Linked DNA regions of Columba livia: region 1 is linked to region 2. Evidence: chromatin contacts called from public Hi-C data. All regions are on one chromosome and are shown on one strand. Each heading gives the region's core, a stretch centred on a gene start, on an enhancer-like site or on the middle of the called end of the contact. The rest is flanking DNA. Distances are from core to core; before and after follow the strand shown.

What was found. Hi-C and Micro-C count contacts between places; a contact is called where the count stands out from the background.
Region 1: a Hi-C map of crop shows a contact between it and region 2, with 2.7 times the contacts expected there. The contact joins the promoter of BTG1 here to the enhancer-like site in region 2. A contact is called at or near these places in 2 of 2 Hi-C or Micro-C datasets (crop and liver).

Annotation. Positions count from the first base shown.
Region 1 is chr1:165,313,873-165,319,386 of bColLiv1.pat.W.v2, forward strand. It overlaps BTG1 (BTG anti-proliferation factor 1), which reads right to left and starts at 1,886. Exons shown (of 2, transcript XM_065042576.1): 1 at 1,485-1,886; 2 at 1-308. The coding sequence starts at 1,632.
Region 2 is chr1:165,068,800-165,075,108 of bColLiv1.pat.W.v2, forward strand. No RefSeq gene overlaps it. Among named protein-coding and RNA genes, the nearest start is that of DCN, 110 kb to the left of the region's middle. Within about 2 kb of position 3,627, at least 1 of the 3 cell types and tissues checked has an H3K27ac peak away from gene starts, as active enhancers do.

The DNA.
Region 1 (5,514 bases), core at 636-3,135, 240 kb after region 2:
AAGTTCCTCCTTACAGCTTATTCTGCTGTCTACCATTTGCATGTTGGTGTTATTTTGGCTACCTCCTGCTGGTGCAGCTTCATACAGCACACAGATCGAGCCATCCTCTCCAATACGATAGGACACTTCATACGGGTCAACCCATAGAGTGAGTTCACTTGGCAGAAGCTGGAACAGTTCCTGACTGCTCAATCCAATCCGCTGTGCTGCCTGTCCAATGAGAGGATCCATTTTATGGTTGATCCGGATACATCGGTAACCTGATCCCTTGCATGGCTTTTCTGGGAACCAGTGGTGTTTATAATGTTCTATAAAATAAAAAAAAAAAATTATCCTCCTTAATTCTCTGCTCAAAAACATGCACAGTGATCATTGTTCTCTTGCGAATTTCACAGCTCAAGATGTTGAAAAGCTTACTACTTTACCATCAAGTGACCTGAAAAATCATTATAGTCTTTATTTTTGGTGATGATTCACGTAAATGCAGAGTCCCTCGGGAAGTACTCGTGTACAAAGTAACTGTTTCATGCTACCATATACAGAGAACAATGTTTACCATCTGAAAAGAGTGAAATGCAACTTCCTGGCACTCAAACAAATATAAAAATACAGAAGTGATTACATACACAGCAAAAAAACTCAAGGGCTTCAAAACTCCACAAACCAGAGGGAGAAAAAGCACCTTTCCAGCTTTCTCTTGAGATCACACCCAAGTTTAGTTCCTCACATTCTTAAGAACACCCAAAAATAACTCGGGAAGGAGCTGGGCAGCATTTACCGACTGACTCAAGCTGTATTTCACCACTGCTCTTCCCAGCCTGTCTTCCAGGGCGAGGTACCAATGACTTCACTTACCTCGGCAATTTTATCCCACCCAAAACCCTATCGGTCTGAGGCTACTTATAGTCACTATCAAGCACACTGGGACACAGGTTCGGAACTGCAAAACGCACAGAGCAGCAAAGTAACTCTCATATTTGATCCTAACCGGGGTTGATGGGTGGCTATGAGATGTTTCCAGAAGAAAGGGGAACCGAAATTCATTGTCTGCTACCGAATTTCACTCGACAAAAAAAAAAAAAAAGGCAACTTCAGAGCATCTTTCCTCGAGGAAACGGGGCGATCTGAGCCCTTGGAGCAGAGCCCAAGTCCGGGCTGCTCCGAAAGCTTTGTCTTGGCTGCCTGCGCGACGCCCGAGCCCCTTTTGTTTACAGCCCGCTCCTGCCGCCCCCACCCGCCGGGGGCCGCCTCGGCACGGAGAAGCCCCACTCGCCCCCCGCACCTGCCCCCACTGTAGCTCCAGCCCCTCGGAGGCGCCGTTCTTCCCCTCCCCCGTCTCCGGCCGCCCGCGGGGCGCGGCGCTGCCGGAGGTGCCGCCCGCAACCGCCGCCGGTGCAGGCAGGCGGCCCAGCGGCGAAGGGGACACCGCGGCTCCCTGGGCCGGAGGCGGGGAGCGGCTCCCGCCGCGCCCGCGCCGCCCTCACCTGCCAGCAGCTCCTGCAGGCTCTGGCTGAAGGTCTGCAACTGCCGCTCGTTCATCAGCCCCTTGGTCCGCAGGAACTTGGAGATGAAGCCCACGGCCGCAGCGATCTCGCGTATCATGCTGGCCCGGGTGTACAGGGCGGGATGCATGGAGGCGGCGGCGGGCGGCAGCCAGCTCTCCGGGGCGGCCGGCGCTGGGACGGGACGGGGCGAGGCACGCGGAGCGGGACGGGGCGCGGGGGCGGCGCGGCTCTAACTGGGAGAGGAGCGGGCAGCGCAGCCCAGATCACATCCCGGGGGCGGCAGCCTCCGCCTCCTCTTCCTGCGGCAGGGGGGCGGCGGCAGCAGCGGCGGCCGCGCACCCCGCATCTCCTGCTGCGAGGGGCGAAGGGAGCTGTCCCCCGGCCGCCGCCTCTTATAGCCCCGGTGGGCGGAAGTGGCGTCAGGGCGCTGGGGGGCGCGCCGCCGCCAATCGAGCGATCGCACCATTATGACGGCTGCGGCGAGGCGGGGCTGGCGGCGGGGGGGGGGGTGACGTAATCGGTTGTAAACAAATAGAGCCGGGGCGGAAGAATGCGCGGGGTTCGGCGCAAGGGGCTGTGCGCTGCGCAAGTGCTTTTGTGGTGTGGGGGGGTGTCCGCTGGAGGGGCCGCGTGGGCAGCGCAGTGGGGAGAGCGCCGAGCTCCTGTGCGGTGCCTCTCCGCGCAACTGCAGCCCGCGGGAGAGCAGCGCCCACGGTCCGCGCCGTGGCGTCGGTAGGGTTGGAGTGCGCGGCGCGGAGGCTGAGTCGCCTCCCTCCCTCCCTTGCGCTCTGCCTGCGCGGGGTGCGTAACCGGGCGCGGCTGCCGTGCGTGGCGTCCGTGCGCTGTATCTGGGGAGAGCAGAGCCACGTCAGCGGTGGGGGCGGGGGAGCCTGGGCTGGGGGAAGCGAGAACGCGGAGGCGGCGACTGCGCTGCTTCCTCTGCTCCTCCGGTGCGCCCTGCCCCGCGTCGGCTCGGCGGCGGGCTTGGCAGAGCGCGGGGGCGTGCTCGGGCATGTCTCCCCACGCAAGGGCAGCTGCAGCCGGGATGCTTAAGAGTTCAGTTGTTATTTATCTCAGTAGCCAGCGGGGGTGGCGTAGCTTCTTCCCTTTTGCCTTCTTTCGGAGCCCCAGGGGATGTGCCAGTGCGACCACTCCTGTACCCAGCACCCCGGGGGGCCCGAGCGTGACTTTGTCCTCAACTTTGTTTACCGCAGCCATAAAAACACGTTCACATTGGGGTCTCCAGGCAGGGTCCTCTATGCAGAGCATAAGCCCTGTCCCTGGGCTGCTGGTGGGCCACGGAGCCCATGGGCACCAGCAAAGCAAACGGCAGGCTGGGCAGAAGGGGAAGTGTTTTCCACCAGGACAAGCCTCTGCCCTGATTCTTTGACAACACCCCAAAAATACAGCTTTCAGTCTTTCATGCACCTCATGCACACTGCTCAATGGCATATTCTCACTTGGGACAGGACTCCCAGGACAGACTGTACAACTATCTCAGCATTTTATGACTTGCTTTGAAAGGGGAAAAACCCTGGGTGGCAGGAGGACTGATGTATATTACTCAGCTGGCAGTGGTCAAGAAGAGTGTAAAGCCTGAAGCCTCCCAGTGCCATGTCTCACTTCCTTTTTTTTTTTATTTTTTTCTTCTACAAAGTTTAGCTTCTTTGATAGAAAACTCATTCCTCCTGTAGGGTATGTGCCCTACCCCTATGCAAAGCTGCAAATGAGATATAGCCTGGTATTTATGTGTACAGTTCTTCCAGTCAAAGATCAGAAATCAGGCCATTAAAGGCACATTAATAACACACAATTAAATCCTAAGATTTCAGTAGAAATAATTCAGTAATGGAATATATAAAAAAACACGTGTGAAATAATTTGAACAAAAGATGAAAGTACTCCATTTTTGCTTGTCTGGTGTTCAAGATGTGCCTGAATAGTGCTTTTGGTCTTTTCTCTGCACTCAGGATCTCTTCTATCTTAGGCTGAGCCTCAAGGGATTCTTTCTTTGACTCTCTATACACAAGGGAGAACTGCAAAACACCTTCAAAAGATAATCCTGAGAGCTTAAACTCACAGATTTACTGCATGCTAAAAATGTTGGTGTGGGGTTTAGAGCACAGTCTCATCTATTTCCCCCCCCACACTAACTTCTGAATATTACATTAATGGTCATGGACTGCTCACCTTTCCTCTGAGAAGGGAAGAACTGCCAACCTGGCTCTCTTGCTGCTCCATAGGTGCTAGCCGTCCTTTCTTTGTGCCTCCAGAGCATGTGTGAGGTGCATCCAGAGCTGTCATTTCTGCTCTGTTCATAGGTTGTAGATTCCTGTTCTCTTTCAAACCTTGAAGCAGCAGATGCTTCTCTCTCCCATCACAACAAGATCCATCATCCTACTAGAAAATATCACATCTCTTGGGAAAAATCAACATTATTCTCAGAGCATCTCAATTACACAAAAATAACTACTGGAAATACTTCAATTAAAAAAGTAGTATGTTTTCTATCTTTGCTTGGACTTGAGGTTTATCTGGGCCAGTTTTTCATCTCTTATTTCCAGCCCAAGTCATATTATAGTTTGAGCTGGAAGGGAACTTCAAAGCTCATCTAGCCCAACCCCCCTGCAATGAGCAGGGACATCTTCAACTAGATCAGGTTGCTCAGAGCCCCGTCCAGCCGGGCCTGGAATGTCTCCAGGGATGGGGCATCTACCACCTCTCTGGGCAACCTGTGCCAGTGTTTTACCACCCTCAGTGTAAAAAATTTCTTCCTCATGTCTAGCCTGAATCTCCCCTCCTTTAGTTTAAAACATCTTATCATAACAGGCCCTGCTAAAAAGTCCCATCTTACTTATAGGCCCCTTTTAAGTACTGAAAAAAACACAATAAGGTCTCCCAAGAGCCTTTTCCAGGCTGAAAAACCCCAAATCTCTCAGCCTGTCCTCACAGGAGGCCTGTTCCATCCCTTTGATCATTTTGGCCTCTTCTGGCCCTTCTCCAAGAGGTCCATGTCTTCCCTGTACTGAGGGCTCCCGAGCTGGACACGGGACTCCAGTGGGGTCTCACCAGAGCAGAGTAGAGGGGCAGAATCACCTCCCTCAACCTGCTGGCCATGCTCCTTTTGATGAAGCCCAAGATACAATTGGCCTTCTGGGCTGCAAGTGCACATTGCCAGCTCATGTCCAATCTTTCATCCACCAGTACCCATGTCCTTCTCAGCAGGGCTGCTCTCAATCCATTCATCCCCCAGCCTGTACTGATACTGGGGGTTTCCCCAACTGAGGTGTAGGACCTTCCACTTGGCCTTTTTGAACTTAATGAAGTTTGGATGGGACCACTTCTTGAGCTTGTCTGGGTCCCTGTGCATGGCATCCCATCCCTCAGGCAAGTCAACTGCACCACTCAGCTTGGTGTCATCTGCAAACTTGATGAAGGAACTAATAGGAACTCTCAAGTAGATAAGTGGTCTTACATAGTAGCAGCCCAAAGCATGAAGTTTAAAAAGCTCTCCTCAGCTTCCTACAGCAGTAACTGTTATGGACAGCAAAGTTGTTAAGTTCAGATTTGAATCGTCCCCCTTGAATTGTACTTTTAAGAACATAATGTGGCAGCATGGACTTCATGCCACAGTCAGAGAGGGAAATAAATTTAAAAGATTGTTCTTTTTTTTTTTTTTTTAAAGCGCTTGCTAGGCCGTCAAAGAGTTTCCCTCAAATCTCCTGCAAAGTCAATAAATTCAGTGCGTTTTAGTAATCAAGAAGTTTTGATAGTTCCTACTGCTTTGAAACAATTACAGCATGTATAAAGAGGGTCTTGTCTGTGGGAAAGGTAAATGGCTGTGCATACACATCCAGTCTACTAGTGAGGAATGAACTGCCTTGATGTTCTTACTGTGCAGCCAGCAACCAGTTCAAGTGTAACGCCAAGGCTCTGTGAGATGCCTACCAGAAAGAGCTTATCCCTAGTTTTGGGAGGGAACAAGGTCACGGCTGCTGCTGGTGAAGAG
Region 2 (6,309 bases), core at 2,377-4,876:
TCATTTTCAACACAGTTTCTCGTAATGTCATGTATCGCTGCAGTCTCTTTTATAACTTCTGAATAGCTGATTTATGGTGATAGGTCTTGCTGCACATGCTCTGTTATGTAAATACGATATTTTATGTTGATTAAGGTGTACAGTTCTTAAGGGCATCTGTTCAGGGATGCATGTATAATTTCTTTCCCTACAATGTTTTATTTAGTCCTTTTCTGAGACTCCTGTATTATATTTTATTTAACTTTCTGCACAGCCGGTGCCTCTGGGCTGTGTTTCTGAGGCCTTTAATTATCCTGCTGTCTCTAAGACAATTACATAATTAAGTGAATTTCGGTTTTATTCTGAATTCGGTAATTATAACTAAAAGACTGAAAAGTGCATCAGCTGCAACATGAGGGAACTCAATCATTAAAAGAAAATGTATCTAGAAGAGAAACACGGTTGAGAAGATTCTACTAATAACCAATAAATGAAATGAAAAATTAAAATAAGGAGAATTGAGCTTACTGGATTCCTTCAGTCTGTTGCTTTAAAAGATAAACTTTTTTTTAGCTCTGACAATCACAAAAATGTGATGTTCCAAGGAAAATTGTAAATAACTGTACCAGTTAAAAGAAACATTTCCCCAAGTATTGAAGAAGAGAGTGCTGAAAGGACAGGTGTTATATTGTTTAATAAATTTCCATGTTTGGTATTCTAAAAATAGATTCTTTGTTTGCTCTCCCTAGCTCTAGCACTACCTCAGTCACATGTGTGTTTATATACATATATATTTTTCATTTTTGACTGAAACAGATGGCATATCTCCTTGTCCAAGGCTCAGGCAAGGGGGGCATGGGAAATAAGATAGAATTTAAATTATTTTTAAATAAGAAAACATCTTTCTCATACCCTATTTCCCATACATACTGTCTTGCAAGCAAGCAGTGACAGTAAACACTCAGGGAGTGTGTTTTGCTTGTGGTGTTCTGAAAACCCTGCCCAGTTCTTTGGTATTTGGTTCCTATGACTACCTGGTTTTCAAAAACAAGCCTAAAAGTTAACAGCTGAGCTCCACTGAGCTCAACAGTAATTCTCCTACCAGCCACAAAAGGGAGCAGATTAAGCATTTGTTCCAGCTCTAATAGAAGACCTCTCCCCTAAATCCACCAAAGTCACCTGAGGCTCAGTGCTTTTGAAAATCAGGTCATTGCTTAAAGTGTATAAACATGAGTTCAGAAGCCTGATTTTCAGCAATTCGTTGTGAAAACATTAGGCAAGCTTAATTTCTGCACAAATACTACAAAGTCAGGTTTTCTAGAGTTTAAGATCTGTATATGTGCTCTGGGGAAGATTGGGAATGCTATGAGTAAAATGCATTTTTCTGGCCTCAGGAGTCTGTATATATCATACATATATGTATGAAACATCATCCCTGCAACCATGCAGTGCAAGACACGTGAGTGGAATGGTAGCGATGTCTCTAGAAATCCAGATGGAAAAATGGCTTGAAGCAGTTAGAGGTCCTGATTCAGTCAGAAGTTTCACATACAGCTCTGCTGCCAACATCAATGGGTGTTTAAGCATTTATGCTCTTTGATGAACTTCCTGCAGGAATGTCTGTTCAAATGCGCATTTGAGATACTTACATTTCTATCACAGTAGTGGCTGTGAATATTTTTATTTTTAATATTTATTTTAACACTTACTAAATGAATACAATTGTTGCCTAAAATGTACAGTGCAATCTACTACTGGTAAAAGAGATTTCCCAGTGCACAGGAAGTTTCTGTATTTGTGTCGACATGCTTGTGGGTATAGTGTAGAACTCAATCATAGAGGAAATCTAGACAGCCGGTTGTTTAAAATTATCCTTTTTCCTCATGTGAACATTAGCTATAGAATTGAGACCTTAAGAACATGTTTTGAAATACATTTTAAGAATGTAGTAATTCTAAAGCTATAATTCTCATCCAGATATATGACAATAAAAACGCAGACTGAAGAGCCAAGCCTGCAATTTAGTGTTTAAATCAATGTCTGAGTTACACTGGAAGTCAGGGTGGAACCTCTCCTGGTGGCCGTGAATGCCTGGCTTCTTAAGTCTTCATATTACTTGAGAAAGGATTAAGTGGGTCAGGGGTCTAATTTAGTAAAACAACTCCTGTTTTCCCACAGGTTTCCAGGGACCTTCTTGGTGAATACTGTGTTATTTTGAGATTAAAAAAAAATAAAAATCAGAAACCTGAGCCGACAGAATGAAATGTGCACAGTCCAGAGCTGAGTATCTCTTAACTCTGCATCACATGGCTTTGATATGTGGCCCATATTTAATCTGTGATGTTCTGTTAAACAGCAAAATAAAATTTGTAATGTTTTCAGTTGTAAGTTTGATGAGCAGGCTACATGGCAATCTATGAGAAACTTGAGAAGATTGATGATTGTCCTTCGGCTCCAGAACCTGAGGAGTTGGTCTGAAGGACTAAGGTCTTGTTGTAATCTTTTAGGGCCCTAACCATGGTTGTGTCAGGCTACATTTCAGATCAGAAATGTAATAAACACAATCCAGTTTTGGTTTGGTTTGGTTTGGTTTCCCATAGCTACGTTTTACTGTTGTATCCTAGTTTTTCTGGTAAACCATACTCAAATATCATCTTTTTATTCAACTTTCACCAGCCCACATTTACCGCTCAGCTTTCAGTGAGCAGCTGCTGCTGGCAGAGTGCCAAGAAGGTGTCAGTACTTATTCACATTTGAGAAGACAGAAGATCCCAGAGACATCTTAAGATTCATGATCGATCAGGACTTTGTCTCCGCAAGCTTGAGGTTATCATTTTCACTGGAGTCAGGAGCCGTACTGCTTTGATGAGGAAGTAGCTTGGACCTCATCCAGCTATTGATATTTCTAAAGTGATGATCTGGCTCTAAATCTGGCCGCAGTGATGCATTGCTTCACCACACAGATCTTATTACATGTGCCTGTTGTTAGTAATGCTTCTGACTTTGACTTTTGAATGCCTTGAACGCCGGGCCTAGTGGTTTTAGTTTTAATGGGTTTTGTGTGTAAGGCTGTTCAGCATTTTACTTTTGTATAATGTTGCCAGTGCAGTGCTTACTATTCACAATCACATAAAAAAAGTTGCTGTATGTGCAAAATGTGCTGCTTAGGGTAATTGTGCAGTACTGGAATACTTTTATATGAAAACGTAATCTGCACTGGTTTTCACCACAAAAGTTCAGAATGTAATGTTAAGGTCAAAATAACATGTCGTCTTCTTAAGAAGATCTAGTTTTTCATATTCTTATATGTCTCTGTATGACTCACTCAGAAGTATTATGGGCTAGTAAGAATATTTACTGCAATACAGATCATTCCAGGGGGGATGGTCCGAAGTTACTTTTTTCTTTGCTAAAGCTGGTATGAGTTGATGCAAGTGTCACTGAACTACAAATGACTAATGAAACCTGGATTTGATCTGGTGCTTTTGACTGGCGATGAATGTTCCTCCCTCAGCCCCCACTGCACGACAGCACCTGTGGGATCACCCATGTCCCAGCAGAGCTCCGGCAGAGCAACCGCTGCAAATCCCCTCGCATCTCCCGCACTGCGAGGCTGAAATGCAACCCAAGCACGGCCAAGGTGATGTTGGTTTGAGAATGGAGATTGACCAAAAGCCAGGGTGTTTTTCCCTTTGTTATGCACATGCGCCACTCCTGTGTGGTGGCTCTTGTCTGGCTGCTGAGTCAGCCCAGATAATCAGATGCCAGATGATGCCCCTTAAATACTGCTGGGCAGTATTTTCTTTAAAGTAAAAGCTTGACTACTGTACTATATATGTTATCACTTCAGATGGGATTATTTCCACCAAAGTTTAGATATTTGCTTTACAGAGGTCTATTCTAGATCACAGCCATCTCATTTTAGTATATACTTCTAAGTTGGACAGTGTGTACTATTGTAGATGTTCGTATTAGTAGTTTGGATCCCATCTTCCAAACTAGTGCAAAATACTACTGCCTTCCTCTTTCTCTGCTCCTTTACCAGGACCGCTTTCCTTTCTTTTTTTTTACCTTTTTTTTTTAATTTATTCCTATGAATCTGTTTGTGAAGAACAAGCCTGTTCAAGAGCTTGGTCTTCAAGCTCATTAGTGAAAAGGGAAGCATATGTAACTCATAAACTAATGCTGTCTTTACAGTTGTTCAATTTAACTGGCTTTACAGGGATCTTGTCAAAGCCTGATCTTCGAAGAAGACTTTTTAACACCATATTGATTCCAGTTGGGAGATACGTGATAAAAGGAGAGGGGTATTTATTAATATTTTGTTAATTAGGGTATACCCAGGCTTTCTACTATATATTTGCAACTTCAAGATTTTTGTGTATTTAATTTTTTGTCTGCATGTTTTGGTGGTAATACTAGTGGCCTGGCATGCCCTTTGCCATTTGCCCGGTGCTCACATATACTTCATAAGTCATCTAGCAGAGTCATCACTGTAAATATAGTAATTTTTTCTTTTTTATTTTATTTAGCGTGAGGACCAAAAGCCCCAAACATATTTCTAGCTTTATATGCCTTCTTAAGTGCATTTTTTATGGATTCAATAAACCCGTTGGGTTGGTTGAAAGGATATTCTTGTTTGTTTTTCTTTCCTTATTTTAAATGAAGGTAAATTAATCCAATTTAAAACTGTTCAGTATAATATTTATTAATCATTATTTGGGTACATAATAGCAAGAGTCCCCCTTGCTTTGGCTTTATTTTTATTTAAAATTATTGAATTATTCTTTAAATGAAACCTGAGCAAACTAAGTTATAGCAATGCCTTGCTTCCCTGAGTCTTGCACTTCACCCCCTGCAGAAATCAGAATATGGAAAAAATAAAAATCTAATAATGAGATAAAACTAGCACAATGCAAAAGAAGATAATTACATTGCTCTGCTGTCACAAGGCCAACATAAAAAAAAAATGAAGTGAGTCATCTTCCTTCACATGCACAGCCTATTCAAACATACATATATAATTATTTATTTGTATGGTTTTGATTCTTTAGCCAAATGTCACTACTTTATAATGTGGTGTAACCATTTAGGGATTATGTTCTATGTGCTCGTTTCTAGTTTTATCATTAAACCACAAAAAAGTGTTCTAGGCTCCAATGTAATTAAGTTGCATGCAAGTGTTGTATATCATTAAATCTTTGTATGAGTACATGAGTTCAAAGACAGCTCTCCTGCAATGATAAGATACAATATGCAGTGAATAAAGGCTTCTTTCTAGTGAAGGCATATCCCTTACCAAACCAGTGTATCAAGCAAGAGTATGCTCAAACGTCAAGAAATCTTCACGTAACATTGTAATTTTTACTTCAGAGGTAAGTGGACAATTGGCTTAGACCATTTCTTAAGAGAAAGACTAGATATGTTTCCAAAGACCTAAGCCCATCCACTAATGCTATTGTTTTTTTCTGGACTTTGTTAATTTTATCCTGTTGGTTACGAATAAAATGATATCTTTTTTTTATGGCTTCCCCCTGGTTTCTCTGTGAGAAACCTGGTATGTGCAGCTTAGCATACATAGATGGTAGTAACACAAACAAGCTGCAAGTGTCAGACTTCACAAGGAGGGACACAAATGCACTCTGAACGTTAAAATCAAAGTGACAGCTCAACTATGAGTACTCCATTCCCAGTTTTGAAGAGTGGAGAGTTTTCCAAGGAGAGATACAGTGCACTCTTAACAGGATCAACTTCACATATTTACTGACAGATGAAGTAAGGCAGATACAGCCTGGGCAAAAAAAAAGATCTAAAGGTTTAATTCCACCTTTCCTTTCACACACAGCACAGCTCATTTCTTGTTTCATGGGTGCTGGGAAGGCAGACTGAGGATGAGGAAGACCTTCTTTCTCCTTGCATTTTTTTTTCAAAGAGATGTGATGCCTGGGTTTCAGTACAAGGTAGTAGATGACTGATCACCATCTTGTGAACCTGGAGAGGTGAGACTGAGTTCTGGGTCTGTGCATAACCCTGTGTATTACACAGAGCAATTACACATTTTACTTTTGCTGCTCTTCTGTTGCCCCTCTTACACTTTGCTTGTCTACTTTTATAGGAATTAATTCAGGAAAGAGGTGGAGTCTGGCTGTGCATTTGTTGAGAACCTTCAAGGTTCTCTAAAATGTTTGAAAATCATATTCTGGCTATTTCAAAAAGTCAACTCAAGTCGTAAAGACAGCTTGTGTTCTCCACAGCTTGGTGGCTTTTACCAAAACTGGTTCTTGATTTGATTAACTTAGTTTCTAACCAATGCAAATGCGTTCCTGTCAC